Linked DNA regions of Sus scrofa: all the other regions are linked to region 1. A link is a contact called in public HiChIP or PLAC-seq and promoter capture Hi-C data. All regions are on one chromosome and are shown on one strand. Each heading gives the region's core, a stretch centred on a gene start, on an enhancer-like site or on the middle of the called end of the contact. The rest is flanking DNA. Distances are from core to core; before and after follow the strand shown. Region 1 holds the start of AMPD2 (AMP deaminase 2). Region 2 holds the start of PSRC1 (proline/serine-rich coiled-coil protein 1). Region 3 holds the start of CELSR2 (cadherin EGF LAG seven-pass G-type receptor 2).

Region 1 (4,295 bases), core at 1,727-4,226:
GAACCCTGACTCTACACAACTCCTCCCCACTTCTAATGCCCTCGGGGAGGTGGGCCACAGACCCCCAGCCTTGGCCTGGATGGAGTCAAAGGCCCTCATCTCAACCGCCTCTCCCAGAGAATCACCATGGGCCTCCACAGAAATGCTGGGGGGACCAGGACAGGTTCCAGCAGGCAAAGCCACCCCCCCCCCCCGGGCTGCCAGGCCACCGCACAAGGCTGCCAGGGTTCACTGGAGGTGACAGACAGGCAGTAACCTCCACACTCTATGAGGTCAGGGCTGGAACACCCAGCTGCCTGCTGGTCCCTTCACCCAGGGTCTGTGCTACAGCAACACACACACACACACACACACACACACACACACACAGGGCATACTGACCAAGAGCCAGAGGGGACTACGTCCCATCCACTCCCACCAACTCCAAGATTCTGGCCAACCTGTCTACCCACTTGACCGAAGCCCCTCACTCACTGCCAAGGCTTTGACCGGCAAGTATCAGATGTTCCCACCACATGACTGCTCAAAGGTATACAGCCCTAGCCCCCGGGGACACACCCTCTGGAGACACAGACCTGGGCACAGGGAACACAGCCCCCCGGCGCAGTACAGAACTCAGGCCAGCATCTGTAGTAGCATAAGAAAAACTGAAGGTAGGCGTATGAAAAATCAGGCTGTAAGTACAGACAGCTGCTGAGGGGGAACACAGGCTTGATCTGGTCACCAAAGTGGGGGTGTCTTCCCTCAGCCACAAGGTCTGGGGCAGCAGGTGGCAGGTAGCTAGCCCTTAGCAAGCACAGACCCAGGCAGCTGAGCCCTCAGGGAGACGGGCACAGCCATACCACACTGCCTGCTCCAAATAATGCGGAGATGCCTACTGGAGTGGGAGCCGAACCAAAGGGTACAGGATTACACGCAGGCAGGCAGTGGCCCCAGCCCAAGCCCCAACATGGGCCGGATCCAAGGACACCCCACACTTCTGAGGAAGCTCACAAGACAGACCAGGAATGAACAAACTGTGAACGATAGATACAGTTGGGCCCCCAGGCCCAGGATGCCTGGGGACGGTAAGTGGGTCCCAATGTCAGAGCCCCGGTAAGAGGATTTGAGATCTGGGATCCTGGAAAGAGGAACTAACCGCAGCAGGATAGCCTGAGCCTGCCTGGTAAAGACACAGCTGCCAGGAGTGTGGCCAGTCGGCCAACCAGTCAGTCCCACGCATCCCCCACTCCATTCACACACGCTCCACATGCAAACAGTCTTAGCACATCCACACGCTGACACGTGTGCAAATACACCTCTTGCTGCACCCACACCCACACCCACTCCTCGTTACACAGGACAGCATCCCCGACATAGAAACCCAGCACCCTCCACCCCACCTCCCTCCCCACACCACCTCCCAAGCCCGCTGTCCTTGGGAACTGGGCAAGGGGCACCACCGCAGAGCGGGTGCAGGAGAAGCCCCCCTCCTCGGAGGACCAGTGGCCTGGGCAAGGGGGAGTGGGGCGGCAGAGCCAGCCCGAGGCCAGGAAGCACACACTCACCTGGCACTGCAGAGGAAACCTGCAGGCTGGCCCGCTTCTTAAAGGGATATTTGGCAGTGGGTTTGCCGGGGCCAGATGAATAGGATGCCATGGCTCCAGCCGCGGAGATGGCGGGGGGAGTCTGAGCCGCACCAGCTGGGCCTGGCTCTGCCACATCCAACCCCTTTCTCTGCCCCGCCCCCAGCGGGAGTGACTGATGCAGGAAGCAGAGGCCCCGCCAGCGGAAGAGGCCCTGGCCACGATTTCTGATGTTGTCTAGGCAACCTCGGGGGCGGGGGGGCCTCCATCCCCTCCTCTCCTCAGTCCCCAGAGTGACAGAGTGACGTGACTGAGGATAGCTGGGCCTGCGGAGTGGAGGTGAGGCAACGAGATGGGGCAGGGCCAGCCCTAGCACTCCACCAACCCCATCCGAGCCCTTGTCCCTTGCCAGGGCTCTGGAGCAAAAGAGTCAAAGTCCAGGCTAACTGGTCCAGCCAGCCTGGGAGAAAAAAATAATGATAAAGAGGGGTCCCCAAGCTCAGAACACTTTCTGAGCAGGCGGACTCTATGAAGACCCAGCCCCTCTGGGAGCAGAGTCCTCTCATATCCTCTGACACACACACACACACACACCCCACCCGGCCAAAGGGCCAGCCCACCTCTGGGAGGATGAGGTCGAACTGAGAATCCCAGCCCAGCAGGGAGGAGCCTGTCTTAGGAAAATTCCACTGTCCAGCAGAAGCTACCCTGTAGGAAGGCAGGAAGGCTGCGAAGCAAGGGCTTCTGGGGGTCTGGTAAAGAGACCCCAGCCGCTTCTGACTTTCCCTTCTGTCTTTCCACGCTCAGGCTCTGCTGTCCAGGCCCTCCCCCAGGAGAAGCTGGCTGCCTCCCCTAGGTCTGCAGGTTGTGCCCACCCTCTTGTCACTCTGACCACTGCTCTTCTCTGTCCCAGAGACCCTGCCCCCCACACCCCACTCACCTGAGGCCATGCTGCTCGAGCCCTGTGCGGTACCGGGGAGTCTGCTCGCCAGGGTCTACACCGCCGGGAAGCCAGGTGGCGAGGAAAGGGAAGAGGGCTGGGGTCCAGACCCCGCCAAGTCGCTCTAAGGACCCCTGCCCTGGCACTAAGATGGAAGGAGTAAAGCAGTCCTTCAAAATTGCCGGCAGGTGGGAGGCAGATCCCTGCCGACCTGGGCCGCGGCACCGGCCTTAGAGACCCCGGAGTCCCACCCCCGGGCCCCGCACTCGAGAGGCAGGCAGGCCACGTGCTCCCCAGAGAGCGGGACCCGGAACTCGTCTGGGTTTCTCTCCACACTTTCTGGGTATGCGGGGTCGGACTCCGGTAGCTGCACTGTGGGGGAGTCACGCAACAAGTGTGACCCCACCGAAACCTCGCCAGCGCCGGCGCGCGTCTCTGCGGCCCCGCCGGGTCCGTGGCCCCGCCCCTTTCCGACCCGCCCCCGCCAGCCGGCCCCGCCCCCGCCCTTTTTCCTCTTCCCGGAGCCACGTGGGCAGCAGCCACTCGGCATCGGCCCGGCAGCGTCTTGGGCAAGTTCTGTGCGTCAGCTTCCTCACCCGTAAAATCAGATGGGGTAATCGCGGTGCCTCATTCAAAAGGGTTATTGTGAGGATTAAACGTTAAAACACCTTTGCACGGTGCCTGGCACAAAGCCAGAGCCCAATAAAAGATAGCTCTTATTATTGTTCTGGGATTCTCTTTTAGCAGAGGCCCTAGCCGGCGTTCTTAATCTAGGTCGTCGGTTTTCTTACACAGGCAGGCGGAGCTAGGCAGGGGGGGCCCTGCAATTCTGGCTCCCTTTCCCACATTTATTTCTATATTTATTGGTTGAGAGCGTAGGTTCTGTAGCCAGAATGCCTGGGTTCAATTCCAGACTCCTTCCTGACTGCCGCTGGGATGTTATTAACTTCTCTGTGCTTTCATTTTCTCTGTAAGAAGAGTGTGAGAGACCCTGCTTTAGATGGTTGTTTTTAGGATAAATGAATAGAAGTGAAGTGCTTAGAACAGTGCTTGGCTTGTAATTACCACTAAGTTAATGATAGTTATCATGGATCTGTCCTTGGCCTTGGTCCCCTGTTGCCACTCTCACGGTTCATTCACCTTGCAGCCGGTAAAGAACTGCAGATACCTCGCCCAACCAGCACCCCTACTCACAAGTGGCAGAGGATCCTACCTAAAGGAAAGCTGGGGGCCAGTGGGGCGGCGGCTGCAGCGGGGAGAAGGCCTGATAAGGTCTCTGGACATAATTAAGCATATTAGCAGCAATTTCTCTTTTCCTGATCTCTTTGCCTCGTGGGAGCCCTTTGACCCCACACGCCCACTTGTACTAATGCTGTTTGCCCAGCTCCTCCCAGTTCTCACCACCTCCACAGCCAAATTCCCTCCCAAACTCTGCCTCCCCCACTCCTCTCCAGGCTGGATTGTGAACCCTGAACCCTGTTCTCTCCCTACATATGGTTCTGCCTCCATTGATCCCTACCTCCTGCTCCTCACCCAGAACAAACCGGAAAAGCCATGGCCTCCATAAGCAAAGGGACGGAGGGAGTTCACCCCACAAAGAAGCAATAAAACCAAAAATAGAACAAGAAGATACCATGTTTACCCATCAAATTAGCAAAGATTAAAGGAAAAAAAACGTTGCCAAGAGGGAGGAGGGAGTGGGATGGACTGGGAGTCTGGGGTTAATAGATGCAAACTATTGCCTTTGGAATGGATAAGCAATGAGATCCTGCCTCATAGCACTGGGAACT
Region 2 (4,398 bases), core at 3-2,502, 310 kb after region 1:
AGATGAATTTCCTTAGGAGAGAGAAACTTTTGTTTGCTAAAACTGTCTCCTCCACTTACCTGAAGGTGGGTGAAGGATTTCCCTACTCCGGCTCGCTGCTCCTAGGGGAAAAAGGAATGCAGTTAATTAAGAGTTTCTTTCCCTCTGATCTCCACCTGCCACTACCTGCCAGGAGAGAAGGGGAGCTACTGGCACAGGTTTTCCCACCTCCAAACAATCTGAGCCCTACAAGCAATTAAAATTCCACCTTCAGCAGAAAACCTATGGAAAAAGAGGCAAGCCTCTTCTCTGAGCTCTTCCTCACATCAACTTGCAACTTCTCAGCCTCCCCACCCTTTCCCTTATCAAGCCACTAAATTCCAAGGCTGCTCTGCTTCCTGTGGCATTTCTCACAGTAACACCTCACTCCTGCAAACCTCACCACCTGAACTTGACAACTAAAAACTAAGAGGTAAACAGAAAGCCTATAATGGTCATAAACTCTGGAGACTAAAAGCTCAGGCTCTTTGTTTTCGAGAAAGCTCTTCAACCACTCTTCCAGGGCCTTTTAACTTAAAATGTTTAGAACCTTTCTAAGAAGCTCAGTTAACTGGTAGCCCAGTCTATTCACAGGCAACCCTTGGAAACAACAAAGAAAATCCCTAATAAGGAGGCCTAAGCTTTTTTACAAACACAGCTTTTAATTTAGAGGAAGCAAGTCACCAACACTACCCTCAAAAGCCTCCGAGGCACAAGGTATAAAACATGGTGTGTTCATAATTATCCTCCTAACCATGTCCTACTGTGACGGCCACGATCCTCCTAGATAAGCGAGGGGTCAAATATAAACGCTGCCAGGTCAAATATGCTCCATATACTTGTCAACAGAGGAGCCACGGTTGCATCTGAAGCCAAACTTCCCTGTCTGAAAAGCCTGTTTTCTTCATACCTCAAGATGCCACAGGTTCCTAAAGTTCTTGCCTAAAAAGTCGATGGAAGATGTACTTCTTAGAGAACCTCAGTATACCTAAGGTATAAAGTTTGGTTGCTTCCGTAAACTTGGAAAAAATCACAACTGAGGGCCCTGGCTACCACGGCGCTTCCGAAAAGAGCCCCCGGACGAACTTCCTCAGGCAGAGCGTTAGCTTTGGGGCCGACGGCCGTGAGGGGCGTCAGAACCCAGCCCCGCCCAGCACGAGGAGGGGGCGGAGAAGGGGGGGGGGCCGGCCGGGAGCGAGGCTCTCACTCATTGGTCCGTTCCCTCGCGCGCCGCCGCGAGGTCCCGCCCCTCGCAGGCCCCGCTCCCGGAGGGTAGCCCTGAGAGGTCTTCCCCGCTCGCGCGCGCGCGCGCTCGCGGCCTCCCTGCTCCAGGCCTCCCGGCTTTAGCTCTCCGGATGGAGCCTTTCTTGGAACGGCTCTTCGCCTGGTTCCCACCTGCAGACTTCCGGCCGGCGGCCCCCTCCGCCGCCCCGCCCCACGAGGGCGGGAGATGCTGGCCGCCACCAATCATGAGTGCGCATGGTAGGAGAGGGTGGGGCCTGAGAGATTCGAAAGGAGCCCCGCCCCCTCGGAGCTGATTCCCGGGACTAGGTTGTGGAAGGAAAGCACCTTCCGCAGGAGGTGAGGCGGAACGGAAAGTAGAAATAGGGTGGGCTGCCGGCGTGGAAGGGATGTGGTGCCGCGGGGAGTAGAAAGGTGGCTTGGAGAGAGGAAGAACCAGAGAATGGTCGCGGAGAGGGAGATGGGGGGGCGTAGACCGCCCTGCGAGGAGAGGTCGGGTCGCAGGGGGCGGGGGCCGCCGTGCGCAGGGACATTGGAGTGTGGAGGTACGTGTCTGGACCTGTCCCGGAGATAACAGGGGTGGTTTACTGGAGCAAGTGCTGCTCTCGGGATGCTTGCTTCACCTCCAAGCACGACCCCTTGCAGCCTAGCTGGGCCTAGCTGGGAGGCCTTGGGCAGAATGGAGACCTGAGGGGAGGTATTTTTCTCTCCAGCTCAAGTCTAAGCTGATTCTTGCTTCTCTGGAACATGGAAGGTTTAGAAGAAGGTAAGGAAACCCTGGAGGGAAGAATGAGGCCCTGTGATTGAGAGCCGTGTTTGGGACCCAAGGCTGTATTTCTTCTTTCCTCCCCTACAGATGTAAAGTTTATAGTGGATGAGACCTTGGACTTTGGGGGGCTGTCACCATCTGACAGGTAGTAGACTCTTTATCCTACTTACTTTGCTTCCACAATGCTTGTCTTTAACTTTTACTGGCCTCGGGTCTGGATTGGGAATTTAGCAAGATTGGGTGCACTGAGGATTCTGGGTAGCTGGTTGACTTGGGCCCCTTGTGACACGACTGGGGGAGGGGAGAAGGGATAAGCTGGAATGAGATTGCAGGGTGTTAAGTAGAAGGGTAAGTAGATTTGCCGCATCTTCATCCTGACATAATTTCCAATGTCAGAAAATGCTGAAGGCCTCATAGAACCAGGTGTCTCATCAGGTAGATCTCACAGCCAGCAGGGACATCAGGGTTGGGGTTGTGGCTCTGGCTCAGACGTGGGGGCTTTGCCCAGTCTCCTTCTCTCTAACGTGTGGGCATGGTGTTCGGTTTGTTTTCTGCGTCAGTCGAGAGGAAGAAGATATAGCAGTGTTGGCGACTCCAGAGAAACCTGTCCGACGAGGCCTCTCTCATCGAAGTGACCCGAATGCTGTGGTCCCCGCCCCCCAGGGTCTGAGGCTCAGCTTAGGCCCCCTCAGCCCAGAGAAGCTGGAAGAAATCCTCGATGAGGCCAATCGGTTAGCAGCTCAGCTGGAGCAGTGTGCCCTGCAGGAGCGAGAGAACACGGGCGAGGGCCCAGTGCCTCGAAGAGTGAAGCCCAGCCCTCGGCGGGAGACCTTTGTGCTCAAGGACAGTCCTGTCCGAGACCTGCTGCCCACGGTCAGCTCTCTGGCTCGGAGCACTCCCTCCCCCAGCAGCCTGACACCCCGCCTCCGCAGCAGTGACAGGAAGGGGTCAGTCAGGGCTCTTCGGACGACATCTGGAAAGAGGCCCCCCAGCGTGAAGAGGGTGAGTTTAGAGAGTTTGGGTTGATGTGTGCCCCTGGCACTGTTCATGACTCAGTACAGGTGTAGAGCAGTTTTCTTGTCAGTGAAATGGAAGTCACATTCTACCTCATTAAATTGTTGGAATTAAACGGGGTACCATGAGCAAAGCGCAGCACAGCGTCTGCAAAGCTCTATAACGTCTCTAATAAGCTCTCGATAAATGACATCGGAGGCGATGATGACGGTGTTGGCAGCTAACTGCTCTTCCTTATTGGGATCTAGGTGACTCTCCACCTCGATCCCTTAATCAACCAGCAGAACCGATTCTCTTTGCATCCTAGTGCCTTTTTTCCTCCCTCTCTTTGTGTTTCAGGAGTCGCCCACTTGCAGTCTGTTCCCTGCATCCAAAAGCCCAGCGTCTTCTCCTCTTGCCCGATCAACTCCTCCAGTCCGGGGGAAAGCTGGGCCCAGTGGGAGAGCAGTAGCAAGTGAGAAGACCTTGGCAGCAAAGCCATGGGTGTGTGGGAGGAGGGAGGATGTGGAGCTAACCCTAAAATTCCTCACCTCCTCTCCACCAGGCCCCCCGACCCCCGTCAGACCAGTCCTAACCCCACAGCCTTCTACCAGCAATTCTCAGCGCCCATCTCGGCCACAGGGAGCCACGGCTAAACCTTCCAGTCGACTACCGGTTCCATCGGCCATTCCTCGGCCCGCCAGCAAGATGCCGCTCACTGGCCGGACTGTACCATCCAGCAAAGGTGCCCTTCCCCCAGACCCGCTGTCAGCTCGGAAAGGACTTCCAAGACCAGGTGCCACAGGGCACAAAGGTGAGGAAGGGTGGACAGAGGGTAAGAAATCAGGAGGAGGAACACCCACCCTTGCCCAGCCTGAACACGCCCTCCCGGAGCTGGTGACAGTGACTTTCGCTACCTTGCTCACAGCTCTGTTTGACCATGAGGAGACCGACTTAAGGAGAAAATGCGGGTCTGGGCAGAGTTTGAGCCTTAGGTTTTTTACCTTAGCTGGGAAGGGGCGCTAAATCCTGGACTTGTTCTGTCTTCATTCAGTATCTCTGAGAAGGTCACTTGAACCTTTTACTAATTCATGTCTTTTGTTAACCCCCATCAAGTTCCTGTTTCTCAGCGACCAAATCCTCCCATCACCAGTGTCGGCCGCAGCAATCTGCAGCCCCCCAGGAAGGTGACAGCCCCAGGACCTACCAGGTAAGACAGGCTGAGATGCTGTCTCTCTTCCCTCTGTCTTCTGGGCTTCTGAGCTGTTACGCTGTCAGCTCCGAATCCTGTGCAGCCAGATGGGGGTGAGGAGGGGAGCCTGGAGAGGTTGGGAGTCCTGTTTCCTTCTACCTGGAGGAACTTGAACTTAGCTGGT
Region 3 (4,595 bases), core at 183-2,682, 340 kb after region 1:
CAGAGGGCCCGCCCCCAGGGCCCTCCAGCAAGCGGTACAGAATATTGGCATTGGGAGGGGCATCACCATCTGTGGCTCTGACAGTGAGAACCTCATAGCCAACCTCCAGGTTCTCCCTGAGGCTCTCCTTATACTCCAGCTGCTCAAAAACTGGGTCATGATCATTGGTGTCAGTCACCAGGATGGTGAGCGTGGCCAGGGCACTGCGTCGGGGCATGCCGTGATCCTGTGCCGTGACCCTGAAGACATGGGTGCTCTTGGTCTCACGATCCAGCTCCTCGACTGTGGTTACTGCACCGGTGACTGGGTCCAGGGAGAAGAAATGGTTGGAGCGGCTATCGAAGAGGGCATCCATAGTGTACTCAAGCCGACCTGCCTCACCCTCATCCGGGTCGATGGCCCGCAGAGATGCCACAGGAGTACCTGCTGGCTGATTCTCGGGCACTGTGGCCTGGTAGCTGGGGGGCTGGAACTGGGGGGCTGTATTCACATTCCTTTTCCGACGCCCACCCATGGACTCTTCTGCCGAGCTGTCCCCTGCCCTGAACCCTGGAGTCTGCACTAGCTTACAAGACTGGCATCTCAGCCGCGGGGCCTTTAAACACAGGTGCTCATGAGGCAGGGTGAGCTTGCCCTGTGAGGAAAGGTGGCCTCCAATGCCCAGAAGACGACAGCTCCAGGGGCAGCCTTCCCGGGCTGGCGGCAGGGGGATGTGGGCCCCAGATTCTGGACACCAGACCCTCAGGCCATCGTGGTGGGGCACCAGATGGCCAGTCAGTTCGGTCCCCGCATCCCTGCAGCGGCTGGTGTAGAGCCAGAGGTTCGAGGATGAGTCTGGACAGAGCCAGCCCACGGGGGCGCAAGCCCCCGAGGAGCCGCGTCCCCCGGGCCCCAGGGAACGACAGGGCCCCACTTGGTCTCCCAGCAGTGGCCGCAGCAGCAGCAGCAGCAGCAGTAGCAGCAGCGGCGGCAGCGGCGTTGGAAGGGGGGCGCGGGCCGCCGGGCTCCGCATCTCTCCCACTTCCCGGCCGGCCGGGTCAACGGCGGCGGCGGCTCCTCCTCCCGCTCCTGCCGGCCCCGCCGCGCCTCATGCCCAGGCCGGGGCGCCAGTCCCCGGGGTCCACTCGTGCGCCCCGCAGGGCCTGCTCCTTAATGCCTCAACAGGGCCTGGCGCTGCGCGCTCCCACGCGCCCCGGCTCCCACCGTTCCCCGAGCCGGGCCCGCGACCCGGGTCACCCCGACCACCACCGGCTGGCGCGGCGCCTCTACTTGCACACCCGGCTCTCTCCACCTGCGCCCGCGGGCCCCGCGCCCTTGGCCCTGCCGGTCCCCCGGTCCTTGGAGTGCCCCTCGCCCCCGCGGGATAGCCCACCTGCGCCCGCGGAGCTTTGCACCCGGACCCTGGCCGGGACCCGGCCGCCCCTGACGGCCCCGCGCCGCCCGCTCGTGCCCCGCGTCCCCGCCGGCGCTGCCGCTGCTGTCGCCGCGGCCCCGGGCCCAGCCCCACGCTCCCTCGCCTTCCAGGCTGGCGGGCGGGCGAGCTCTGCAGAGCGGTGGCGGCGGCGGCGGCGGCTCATTACCATAGACCTGCTCGCGCCGCCGCCGCCTTAAAGTGGCGATGCCAGCCGCACCAAAGGAGGTGGGCCCCGCCCAGCTTCCTCCTCCGCAAGAGTCTCTAGAATTCCCGCAGTCCAGACGCCCCTGCCCCTAACGAACCGCACCCCAGGCCTGCCCCTGGGCCGATGCCAGATCCCTACAATAGTCTAGAGAGAAATTAATCAGAAGCCAGACAGCAATGATAATAATGGTGGCAGTAACCCCTAAGTATGCTTAGGGGTTTTCAAAATATTTTGAAGGGCTCTCAGACCGTGTGTCCACCTCACACCGCTCAGAAAGGCTGGATGTTGCTAGCTGCTGAGAAGAGCCCTTGTGGCTGTCCCCTCCACAGCTCTCGGGTCAGACTGAGCTAAAATGGCCCTGCTCAATAGTATAAAGTCTCCCCCACCGCCCAGAGAAACACTCTGTTTCCCTGGGAACACACAGAAAGGTCCTGAGCCCCTCTCCCCAACCTCCACCCCTACCCTGACCCGGACCCCTACCCCTACCCCTACCCCTCGCCTTGGCAAAGCTGTGATCTAATCAGGCTGCCCCCCTTGGGGTCCAGCTGCAGAATGCAGTGCAGAATGATGACCCCAGCCTCAATTCCGAGGCCACCTGGGCTTTTCTGGGGGAGGTAAGCCAGGAGTGTCAGAGCCAAAGCCAGCTGGTATAAACACACTTAGCTGCTTCTGAGGCCTAGAGAGGGTGAAACTTGTACAGGTCATGAGGCTGTGCTAGGGGTGGAGCCAAGTTTTAACACAGGTTCCCCAGTCCTAGACTGCTCCATCAGGGCCTCTTGTCTGAATAGATGCCCTCTTGCCAGCTCCGTCCTTCCCCGGACGGACGGGGAACTGTGGGAGCCAACCATGGGAGCAGCACAAGGCTGAGGCTGGTGGTGAGAGGGCTGGCCTAGGGAGGAGGCCAGGGCTTTTCTCCTCCAAGCCCACCACCCTCTAGCTTTGGGACACCTTGGTCAAATGCTTGTGCCTCAGTTTCTTTTAGTAAAATGAGGGGATTGAAAAGCTCCAGAATTTCTTTTCTTCTTTTTTCTTTTTTTTTGTCTTTTTGCCTTTTCTAGGGCCACTCCCGTGGCATATGGAGGTTCCCAGGGCTAGGGGTTGAATTGGAGCTGTTGCTGCTGGCCTACACCACAGCCACAGCAACGCCAGATCCGAGCCACATCTGCGACCTACACCACAGCTCACGGCAATGCTGGATCCTTAACCCACTGAGCAAGGCCAGGGATAGAACTCACAACCTCATGATTCCTAGTAGGATTCATTTCCACTGCGCTAAGATGGGAACTCCCAGAATTTCAAAAACATATTTAGCAGTAGAATTCTTTATTTCAAGTGAAATCTAAAAAGAAGCCCAAGAGTTCCTGTTGTGGCTCAGTGGTAATGAACCCGACTAGTACCTGTGAGCACGAGGTTTCAATCTCTGGCCCTGCTCAGTGGGTTAAGGATCCAAGATCGCCATGAGCTGTGGTGTGGGTCGCAGACGTGGCTCAGGTCCTGAGTGGCTGTGGCTGTGGTGTAGGCCGGGAGCTACAGCTCGGATTTGACCCCTAGCCCAGGAACTTCCATGTGCCGAGGGTGCAGCACTTTAAAAAAATAAAATAAAATATAGTAGAAGCCTGGAATAAAAACCAGATAAAAGTGGTGCTGGGAGAAGGCAGAGCCAGGGTCTTGCCCACCCCCACTGCTCCCCAGCCAGGAAGGCTCTGGGCCACCCTGTGAAGCTTGGGGATCTGGAGGAGCCCAGTTTGAAAAGCATTGAACCAGATGCCGCCTTCCTACATGGCACTCTGGTTGCAGCAGTGTCACTCTCAATGAGTCACAGGAGAGGGGCTGTGACTCCCCTCTCAGGGACCCCAGGCCTAAGGAGCTCCCCTATGACCCGTGGTGGAGACATCATCTTTCTTCTTTCTTCCCAGGGAAAAGGAAAGGAGATGGGCTTTGGGGACAGAAAGAAGGATTCAGATTAGGCTACACTCCTGGCAGTGGGAGGCAGAGCAGGAAGTGGGCAGAGGACCCATGGCTCAGGGAAGTGTCTTCTCCTCTGATGGAAGATGAACTTTCTTCCTCTGGACAAGGCCAAGGGCAGTTCCAGAGACAGAGGGGTGGCTTAGGTGGACTCTGAGGGGCTCTGCTTCTCTGAACTTTCTCTGATTCTCTGGTTTGGGAGGATCTAGGAGCTGTGTGGGCATTTTGCTCTCACGTAATAGCCATGTAGCTCAGAGAATGCTCAGAAATTATACCATCTGTTAATTATCCTTTGAATTGGAGTTGGGTAATGAGACTCTCATTTCGAATGAAGGCCCAAGCCAACACATGGAGAAACTGCAGCCCTCCATTCATCTCGCTCCCTTTGTGCTAAAATACGCTTGCTGGGGAGTTCCCGGGTGGCTCAGTGGGTTATGGATCTGGCATTGTCCCTGCTGTGGCCCTGGTTACAGCTGCATTGCAGGTTCGATCCCTGACCCAGGAACAACCACATGCCTTGGGTGCAACAAAATAAATAAATAAATAAACAAGCAAACAAAAATAAAGTAAAATAAAATAAGCTTGTGGAGAGTGTAGCTTAGGAGAGCGCAGCAGCCTTGGCTCAGGAATTGCCAAGATGGAGGCAGCACGGGTGCAGGAAGCTCCCTTCTAGCCACATGGCTTTTCTGCCCAGGGACCGGCCAGGATGGCAAGGAAAGCTTCCTTTCATCTCTAGGCAAATAGTCCTTAATCATCCCCCAATCCTGCCCCCAGGGGCAGAAGACAGAGCTGCCTAGAACATTTTCGTCTCCTTGGCTGCTTCCCCGCCTCCACAAAGCAGTCTCAAACTAGAGCTTGTCTTGGTGGTATTCTCATTGACCCTTAGGGGAAGGCCTGCATATTTCATGGAACTTTCCAAATTAAAGCACATTTATTTATTTATTTTCCTTTCATTTTAGGGCTGCACCTGTGGCATATGGAAGATGCCAGTCTAGGTGTCAAATCAGAGCT

The links. Promoter capture Hi-C pulls out the DNA fragments that hold promoters and counts their contacts. HiChIP or PLAC-seq counts read pairs in DNA pulled down with a chosen protein or histone mark.
Region 2: an H3K27ac HiChIP or PLAC-seq map of alveolar macrophages shows a contact between it and region 1. The contact joins the promoter of PSRC1 here to the promoter of AMPD2 in region 1. A contact is called at or near these places in 1 of 47 Hi-C or Micro-C datasets (embryonic fibroblasts) and 1 of 2 datasets of contacts at active chromatin or transcription factors (alveolar macrophages).
Region 3: a contact with region 1 is called in a promoter capture Hi-C map of liver, with 2.9 times the contacts expected there. The contact joins the promoter of CELSR2 here to the promoter of AMPD2 in region 1. A contact is called at or near these places in 1 of 5 promoter capture datasets (liver) and 1 of 2 datasets of contacts at active chromatin or transcription factors (alveolar macrophages).

What each region holds. Positions count from the first base shown.
Region 1 is chr4:110,502,147-110,506,441 of Sscrofa11.1, forward strand. It overlaps AMPD2 (AMP deaminase 2), which reads right to left and starts at 2,977. Exons shown (of 18, transcript XM_021090067.1): 1 at 2,506-2,977. The coding sequence starts at 2,515.
Region 2 is chr4:110,812,057-110,816,454 of Sscrofa11.1, forward strand. It overlaps PSRC1 (proline/serine-rich coiled-coil protein 1), which reads left to right and starts at 1,253. Exons shown (of 8, transcript XM_013997292.2): 1 at 1,253-1,599; 2 at 1,974-2,026; 3 at 2,117-2,174; 4 at 2,590-3,031; 5 at 3,383-3,526; 6 at 3,665-3,836; 7 at 4,139-4,232. The coding sequence starts at 2,008. LOC110260358 (a long non-coding RNA gene) reads right to left here and starts at 1,195. Exons shown (of 4, transcript XR_002343531.1): 1 at 929-1,195; 2 at 60-101.
Region 3 is chr4:110,843,922-110,848,516 of Sscrofa11.1, forward strand. It overlaps CELSR2 (cadherin EGF LAG seven-pass G-type receptor 2), which reads right to left and starts at 1,433. Exons shown (of 35, transcript XM_021090085.1): 1 at 1-1,433. The coding sequence starts at 1,012.